Linked DNA regions of Canis lupus: region 1 is linked to region 2. Evidence: chromatin contacts called from public Hi-C data. All regions are on one chromosome and are shown on one strand. Each heading gives the region's core, a stretch centred on a gene start, on an enhancer-like site or on the middle of the called end of the contact. The rest is flanking DNA. Distances are from core to core; before and after follow the strand shown.

What was found. A called contact is a pair of places that touch in the nucleus more often than the background predicts.
Region 1: a contact with region 2 is called in a Hi-C map of blood, with 2.3 times the contacts expected there. The contact joins two enhancer-like sites.

The regions. Positions count from the first base shown.
Region 1 is chr15:32,457,927-32,461,859 of UU_Cfam_GSD_1.0, reverse strand. No RefSeq gene overlaps it. Among named protein-coding and RNA genes, the nearest start is that of DCN, 280 kb to the right of the region's middle. Within about 2 kb of position 1,834, at least 2 of the 20 cell types and tissues checked have an H3K27ac peak or open chromatin away from gene starts, as enhancers often do. A contact at or near this core is called in blood, where this site is marked.
Region 2 is chr15:32,328,601-32,332,649 of UU_Cfam_GSD_1.0, reverse strand. No RefSeq gene overlaps it. Among named protein-coding and RNA genes, the nearest start is that of DCN, 150 kb to the right of the region's middle. Within about 2 kb of position 1,784, at least 11 of the 20 cell types and tissues checked have an H3K27ac peak or open chromatin away from gene starts, as enhancers often do. A contact at or near this core is called in blood, where this site is marked.

The sequences.
Region 1 (3,933 bases), core at 585-3,084, 130 kb before region 2:
ACTCATTTACTCATTCATTTGTTCACTCAATAAATCAGCACATTTTTAGTGAGGACAGAGGCACACAAATAAATGGTCAATAAATAAATAAATACGTACAATAATAGATCTACATTCATGATGCACAAAGAAAGGACACCCAACCCAAGAAGATATCAGGAAAGTCTTCCTGGCAGAGAAGGTCTCGTGGAATGAATTGAAGTCAGTCCAGTGAAAGGTAAGATGAACGATTACCTGGGTAGGGTGAGGTATGCTGAGATGGGTCAGGGAGATGGATTTCAGGAAGAAAGAAAAACGCATCTGAAATCAGTAGGGCAGAGCTAGATGACAACTTAGAAGGAAATTCAAAATTAAATAATATTTATTTATTATATTTTTAAATTTTTTATTTATTTCTTTGAGAGAGAGAGAGAGAGTGCACACGCTCACAAGTGGAGGGAGAAGCAGACTCCCTGCTGAGCAGGGAGCCCCATGCAGGACTTTGCCTTAGGACCCTGAGATCATGATCTGAACCAAAGTCAGACACTTAACTGAGTGAACCACCCAGATGCCCCTAAATAATTAATGTTATTTAAATGTTTTTAATGTTAAGTACAGCTATACATGCATGCTGAAATTTAAAAAGAGTTCTTTTTAGATTTTCTGATGGTAAATTTCTGTATATGTTCATCCAAACTAATCTTTTATCATTTGTGGGTTGTGGGATGGGATGGGCACAGTTTGTTTTTTCCTTGATGTGCCAAGGAAAAATATGTTATTTATTGATAACAATGGCATGTCATTGAAAATTTAAGAATGATAAGCAGAAAAGAAACATGAGACACTGATGGTTTAAAGTCCTGGTGTACTAATTACTACTGCTTATTGAGCTCCAATTCATTGTTATGAGGGATTATAGTTCAATGAGAACAAGATAAACCATCTAAGTCATTATATTTATGTTCTTATGTCTGAACACAGAGGTTTCTATTTTTATTATTTTGAACATTATGCCTTCTCTTTCTCTAATGAAGTAGGTTTTTCATGAATACAAAGCATCTCAAAAAGCAGTGTCCTAATGATGGTCAATAAAAATACATACACTAGGAAATATTTATTCAGTGTCTACAATATTCCTGGTACTATGCTTTCTTCTGGGTAGATGCCAGTGAATATCATATGAAACAGCTGTTATAATAGACTTAATGTAAATATTTTGTAAGATAAAACTAAAGCCTAAAGCATATGGTTTGACTATTCCACTAAATAATTGCTTGATCTTACTTTAAAGGACAATTTCATTCTGTTTTTTTTTTTAAATCCCACCCAAATGATTTTAACTGCTAATATTCAAATGTATTGTTTGTACGTAGAATTAAAATTTTTGAAACAGCTATAGCAATGTGAAAATAGACAAACTATACATATTACTTATTTGAAAATTCTGGTTTTGAGGAATAGCAATCAATAGAACCACCACTTTATTTGAAAAAAAAAAAAAAGAAAAATCACATAATAATTAGTTTTTCACATAAACCATGGCTGAGGGAGATTAGTAAAACATCTCAGCTACATTACTGATGTTGAAATATTGGTTCTCAATCATAAAGCCAGATGAAATAAATCACATGGCACTATGAAACCTATGAACTTAACCATTCACAGTTAGAAATTATGTATAGGAACTATAGATTATTTGAAAAGTTGAAAATGACACATTCTAGTTGTAAAAAGTCAAATAGTATAGGAGTGTATCAGATGAAAAATGAAATTTTTCATGTTCCTTTCTCTCCTTTACAAACCCACGTCAGAGATGACACCATTTCCTGCTTATTGTGGTCCTTGCTGCTTTTATTCTCTACATTTGCAAATGAATGCAGCTGCAATGTTTTAAGCAAATGGGATCACGCTATCCATTCTTTGCAGTGTCTTGCTTTTATTCATTCAACATACACTTGAAAAACTTTACATGTCAGTACCAATAGGTACACCTTTTCCAATGGTTGCAAAGTTTTTAAGTCTTTCTTTATGATTGCAAGGCATTTACCTGCATAGATACAGAAGGCCTTTTTTAAATACTTGTTCTTGGACAGCCCAGGTGGCTCAGCGGTTTAGTGCTGACTTCAGCCCAGGGAGTGACCCTGGACACCTGGGATCCAGTCCCACATTGGGTCCCACATTGGACTCCCTGCAAGGAGCCTGCATCTCCCTCTGCCTGTGTTTCTGCCTCTCTCTCTCTCTGTGTGTGTGTTACACACTCTCATGAATAAATAAATAAAATCTTTAAAAAATAAGAATAAATACTTGTTCTTGTGATAAAATCATACAACTTTTTATTACTTACAAACAGTGCTACAATGATCTTCCTTATATGTATTATATATACGTGCACAAGGGCAAATATTTCTCTAGGATTAAATTGCTGGGGTAAAGCCCATACAACTGTTTAATGTTTTAAATATTTTGAAGCTGAAAACTGTTTCTACTACCAATGTATGAATGTCACTGTATGTTTCCCTACATCATTGGCAAGACTGAATCTCATACATCTTTATAATTTTATCTGATCTTATGGACTCAAATGGTATTTCTGTGAAAGGACTGTCCCTATGCTATTTCTTAACTTCCTAGTTGACATTTCTGTGTTATTCATTGAAATTCAGTGAATAAAGGCAGGACAACTGGCAGTTGAACTATTTTGCTAAAACTTCTGCCTCTAATGTTAGGTATAGTTACAGAAAAAAGGTACAGTAGTACATGGAGATCTAGGCCTTTTTTCCAAAGTATAACACTTGGAATATACTGAAAAATAGTTGTTTACCTACATATCAGGTATTTCAGTTTGTACTTAGAATTCAATTTAAAAGGGAATCTTTTATTATCAATAAAAATCCATATCTTTTGTGTTGCATGGAAAATCATTATCATACTGTAAACTTATGCATAGCTGTTTGATTAATCAAGTCTTACAAAAAAGTTTGCAGGGTCAGACAGAAATAGGAGTAGAAATCTGAGTTTGCCTCTCTTGGATTGTCTCCTAATTCATGAAGTCCAGTACTTGTTCTTAATGGTTGTCATAATCAGTTGTTTAGTCCTATCCAAATAGCCAAAGTAAAAGTATTAACTTACTGTAGGAATAGGGACATGTGCCATTCATACACACATTTACCTGATACCATTTGATAAACTTATTGACTCCTTTTAATACATTGAAAGTTATTTTAACAATTTGCTCTAGGATCAAACTATTCAAAATTTCCAAATCTCAAGTTTCCTTCCAACTACCTTCCTGGGGTTAGCTGCCTTTGTAGCCTTTCCACCATGACTCATTTTACCTGGTAAGAAGCATATCCACTATCTGCATCTTCATAAATCTTTCGTTGTCCCCAAAGAGGCTCCAAGTGCAATCTGATTCTTTTATAGAAATCATGCAAGTTGTTCCCATTCTCTTGGCATGAAGCCAGCTGCCATAGAGACTAATTGTTGTTCCCCTTTCCTAGGGAATGCTGTAATATGTTTTAAGGAGCATTTCTCCCACATTGATTACTCTAGAAAGGGAGACTTTCTTGTTTTAGGATCTAAAATATATAGTTTGTGGAGTTAGTGCTATAAAACAAACCCAAAGTATTATTGAAAAAGAAAACGTAATACAAATGGACAATGAGGTTTGATGGAGAAGCTTAAGATGTTTTCACTAAAACAGAATGATGGTTGTCTATTGAGATAGATGAGCTGATTTTTAGTTTTTCTTCTGCTTTAGGCCTTTACATCCTCTATCTAATGAGTTAGCTAGGAGGATTAAAGAGTCCTGAATTAAAACAATTTTCACTCTGACACTTCTACTTTGGGCAAATTGCCAAATGTTTCTGATTTCAGTTTTCCACCTTTTATATTGGAATGATACTTTTGTGGTTTTTGGGAGGAAAGCTTTGAACAGTCTCTTGGACATAGTAA
Region 2 (4,049 bases), core at 535-3,034:
GCATGGGTACAGAATGAGAGGGAAATAGGAAAAAAATATTTCTTTAAAAATACACAATCTGTGCAGACGTCCCTGTGAGGCTTCCTATTACTGATGACCAGTTGTGGCAAGGAAGCAGCACTGGTGTCTTGTGAGGGCTGCTTTAGGCTTCTAGACGGTTGAGGGAGGTGACTTCCTGTGTGCTTTCGGCTCAAGCTTCAGAGTTGTACCACAAGATACAAGAGGCTCTCACTTTCCTTTGTGCCATCTCTTCCCTGAGCACCCTGAGGATGACATAGTGGCAGCCTTCAGGGCTGGGGCTTAAGCAGGTCAGCAGCTGACAGGCATAGGGAGATAAGGTACTTGGCTCTCATGGCCAAGGGCCTCTTTTGCTGCAACGGCTCCAACCTCCTTCTAGAAGAGCCACCCTACACCCCTTCATGGGCAGTTGCAGCTACATCCTTGGTGATGGATTCCTTTAACTGGCTCTGGGCTGATATGACAAAGCCAAGACTATAAAACTCACAAAAGTACTGCAAGAGAACAGAACCTACATCCCCCACCCCCCCCCCCCCCCCCCCACCCCCCCCACCCCGCCCCCAGACATTTCATGCTGAAAACCACATCTACACAATCCTCTGGAGATTTAGTTGTTTAGGACTCTACACCTGCTAGCTTTGTGGCTCTGCCTGTGATTCTCTGCACTTCAGATTTATTATCTACAGCCTCCGGTTCTAGCTGTGCTTCTCGGCATATCAATACTTTGTCCATCCATAATGTCTTAATTCGATTTTTTTTTTCTTTTTCCGAAGGAGACTATCCTAAACTGAGCACATGTACACACATACCAGTACAAAAGAAAGAAAGGGAAAGAAAGGGAAGGGAAAGAAAGGAATGGAAAGGGAGGGGAAGAGGAGGAAAAAAATGATGCACTATCATTCCAGTTTTTGTACTGTTAGGTGCACAGGCCACTCCTCTCAGCAAGCTCCCCCTGCCCTCCCCCCACCCCATCCATGTTTTATGGCAAAGGATCTAATACAAGCTCATAAAGACAGTTGGGACCAATAATTAGCAAATGCAATATTTTACGACAGACTATGCGTTTCCTTAAAGGGGGAGCTCTTGAGAAATATTGCTCCTTGATTACACCTGATTACACAATAAAAATGATTCCATTTTTATTGTTTGATGTTTGATTTTCTTAGGCCTTTTATACCACACCAAGAACAAAGTTTCAGGTTTTAGTCACTAATCGCTTGTCATAAAAGCTATATTGGAGACCAAAAGAAAAAAAAAAAAAAGAGGGTGAACCCGTAGTTTTCTGGGAAGAGAAGATATAGAAAATTTATGTGTTATCTGTATTTCTTTTGCCAACACTATGCTGGACTTGGTAACTGTCCAGGTTCCCTACGTAAGCGGTGCAAGTGTGGGTCCTTGTGCCTGCCCTAAATGCTCGGGCCGTCTGTGAATAACCTGGTCAAGAAAGCCAGTTGAAGGCCACGAGATAGCTTCTGAGCTCCTCCGTGTTATGCAACCTTCCCAGTGTTGACTGTGGCAGCATTTGTCCCCTGCAGCACTTCGGGGGCCTGCGAAGTCACCCGTGCTGTTGAGGGGTGCCTTGCTTCACAGTGATGACCCGAAGCCTGCTGCTTGAGGGCTGCCAACACTACCTCCCCACTCCCTTTTGTCCTACCTGGAAGGCACCTACCAACCCCGGTTTCTCCTTTCTTTTAAGACTTCAAGGAGGAAAAGAGGCTCTGAAGGGGCTCGTTAGCTGTGTCACAGCGGCCCCTGCAGGCTCAGGGTGCGCAGGTGGCCCAAACTCGCAGGTCCGCGCCTTTGCCTGCACCCTAGTCGCCCAGTAGTTTGCTTATCTTGCGACCTCTCGCAGCATCAATCAGGAATTGCTTGACCCTGAGAACGGGAGCTGTTTCTGATGCCTAAAAACCAAAGTTTCCGGAGCGGACTGCCTACGAGGCGAGGCCCACGAGTCTTTGTTTTCTCTTTGTGCGATTGAAGGGGGGACTCGTGGACGAGTTACTTTCTGTGCCCCAGCAAGTCCGCATTAGAGAACTTGTGCATAGCCATAATCCAGCGCCTTTGATCGCTCCCCCGCCCCCACTCGGGAAGAGAAAATGTTTGCAAAAAAAAAAAAAAAAAAAAATAGCTGAAATCTCAGGAAGAAAGAAAAAAAAATTTCCTAGCGCTCTGGCTTTTCTGGGTTTGCAAATGTGCACGGCTCAGGCACCCGGATGATTCATCCCCTGCAAGCCTAAGCGCCCCATTTGTTTTGTAGATCTCACTACCCCCTTTGTTCTGCTTCAAACCTTTCAGAGGGCTGAAATGCATTATTACCTTGTTAAATCTCAACCAAAATCATTTCTACAGCCTGAAGCTGTTTTGACGTGGGTTGAGCATCTCACACACAAAAGAATGGCTTTTGTTCCCAGAAGCGCTCATTGGCTGAGTGGCCTTTGCGCCGAGCCAATCAGAAACCAGTTGTTAGGCCTGGCTGGCTATTTTTAGCTTCACTGGGGAAAAAAAAATACTTGGTGGTGGAGGGGGTGAGCTGGAGAGGGAAAGTGGCGTACAGTAAAAAGCAAACAGCAAAACGCGTTTTGGATGGCACGGCGTGTTTGGCATTCTTCCTTGAATTACTCATGCACTGTTACATTAGCACGTGTTTTTTGGTAAACAACAAACAGAACTAGGACTGCATCTCCTGGTGTCGAATTATCTATTTAGCGAAGAAACAGAGAGTCTAAGAAATAGTCAATATTACCTTTTTATCCAAAAGCAACACACTGTATCGTGTAGTTTTTTTTTTTTCTTCTTTTTCACAAACACGCAAAAATGCCTGTTACCATACAGAGAAAAAAACCTGGGAGTTTTTTTTTCCCCCCAAAGAATTTTTTTTTTTTATGAATTTTTATCTTGGGTTAATAGAAATTTTCAGTGACCTGTTCATTGAAACTTATAGAGTCATAGGAGCATCCTTCCCTCTTGCCCTTTAAAGACGTATATAAATGTACAGTCGAGTATGCACAGCACATGGTGTGTAGCAATTAAAATCATAAATATTCAGTATGTTTTATGCCTGGATATAAAGCATTCTTTTGAGCATGTTCTTTCATTGAAGCCATTACTCAGTAGGCAAAGAAGCGTTACCCCCCCCCCAATGCTCTTGAGGTGACAAAGCATTACAACACACGATTTGTTAATTATCTAATATCAGAAAATGAAAGTTGCCAAATGGGAAAAGTTGGGGCTGAAACTGATTTTCTAGAAGACATCTATTTAACTGTGGAAAAAGAGCCACGCTGAACCAAAATTTTATACCAAATCAATTTTATTAATAGGAAAGACAATCTCTTCCTGGAAAGAAAGAGAGAAAGAGAGAAAGAAAGAAGAAAGAAAAAGAAAGAAAGAAAGAAAGAAAGAAAGAAAGAAAGAAAGAAAGAAAGAAAGAAAGAAAAGAAAAGCAAAGCCAAGCCAGATCTATGTCCAATTCTTAAGACATGTTTCAAATAGTAGATTTTCCCAATATTTCTTAGTTAAGCTTGGGACTGTGACTTCATGCGCTGCTGTGATTTGTTTCATTGTTTTAAGAAAAATCCCCTTTTGCCTCTAGTCGTAAGACATCAGATTGCCGTTTAGACATGTGTGAGCAGGGAATCTGGATCACAGGCTTTCTGAGAAAACTGGAAAGCTTCAGGAAGGAGACAAGATTCAAGAGCTAAGCCTAGGATTACAAAAGTGATTGGCTGTGGTCTTCTGTGAGCCAGGATGGCCTAGTATCCGGTGGGCAGAGGCCAAGGAATTGACCAAAAATTGTACCAGAGTGAAGAGAGTAGTACAAAAAAGTTTTGGGAGGAAACCATCCTTGTTTTCAGCAATACAGAATATAGTGTTCAGGAAAAATGTCCCCTGGGTTTCTGAAGATGGATTTGAGTAGCTGAAATAAGGCACTTTGGAAAGAGTTATCTTTTTCATTCCAACATCAATTTGGTGCACACTGGGACAGGTTTTAAGAAGGCAGCTATACAATAGCTCCCAGGAGTTTAGCTAGG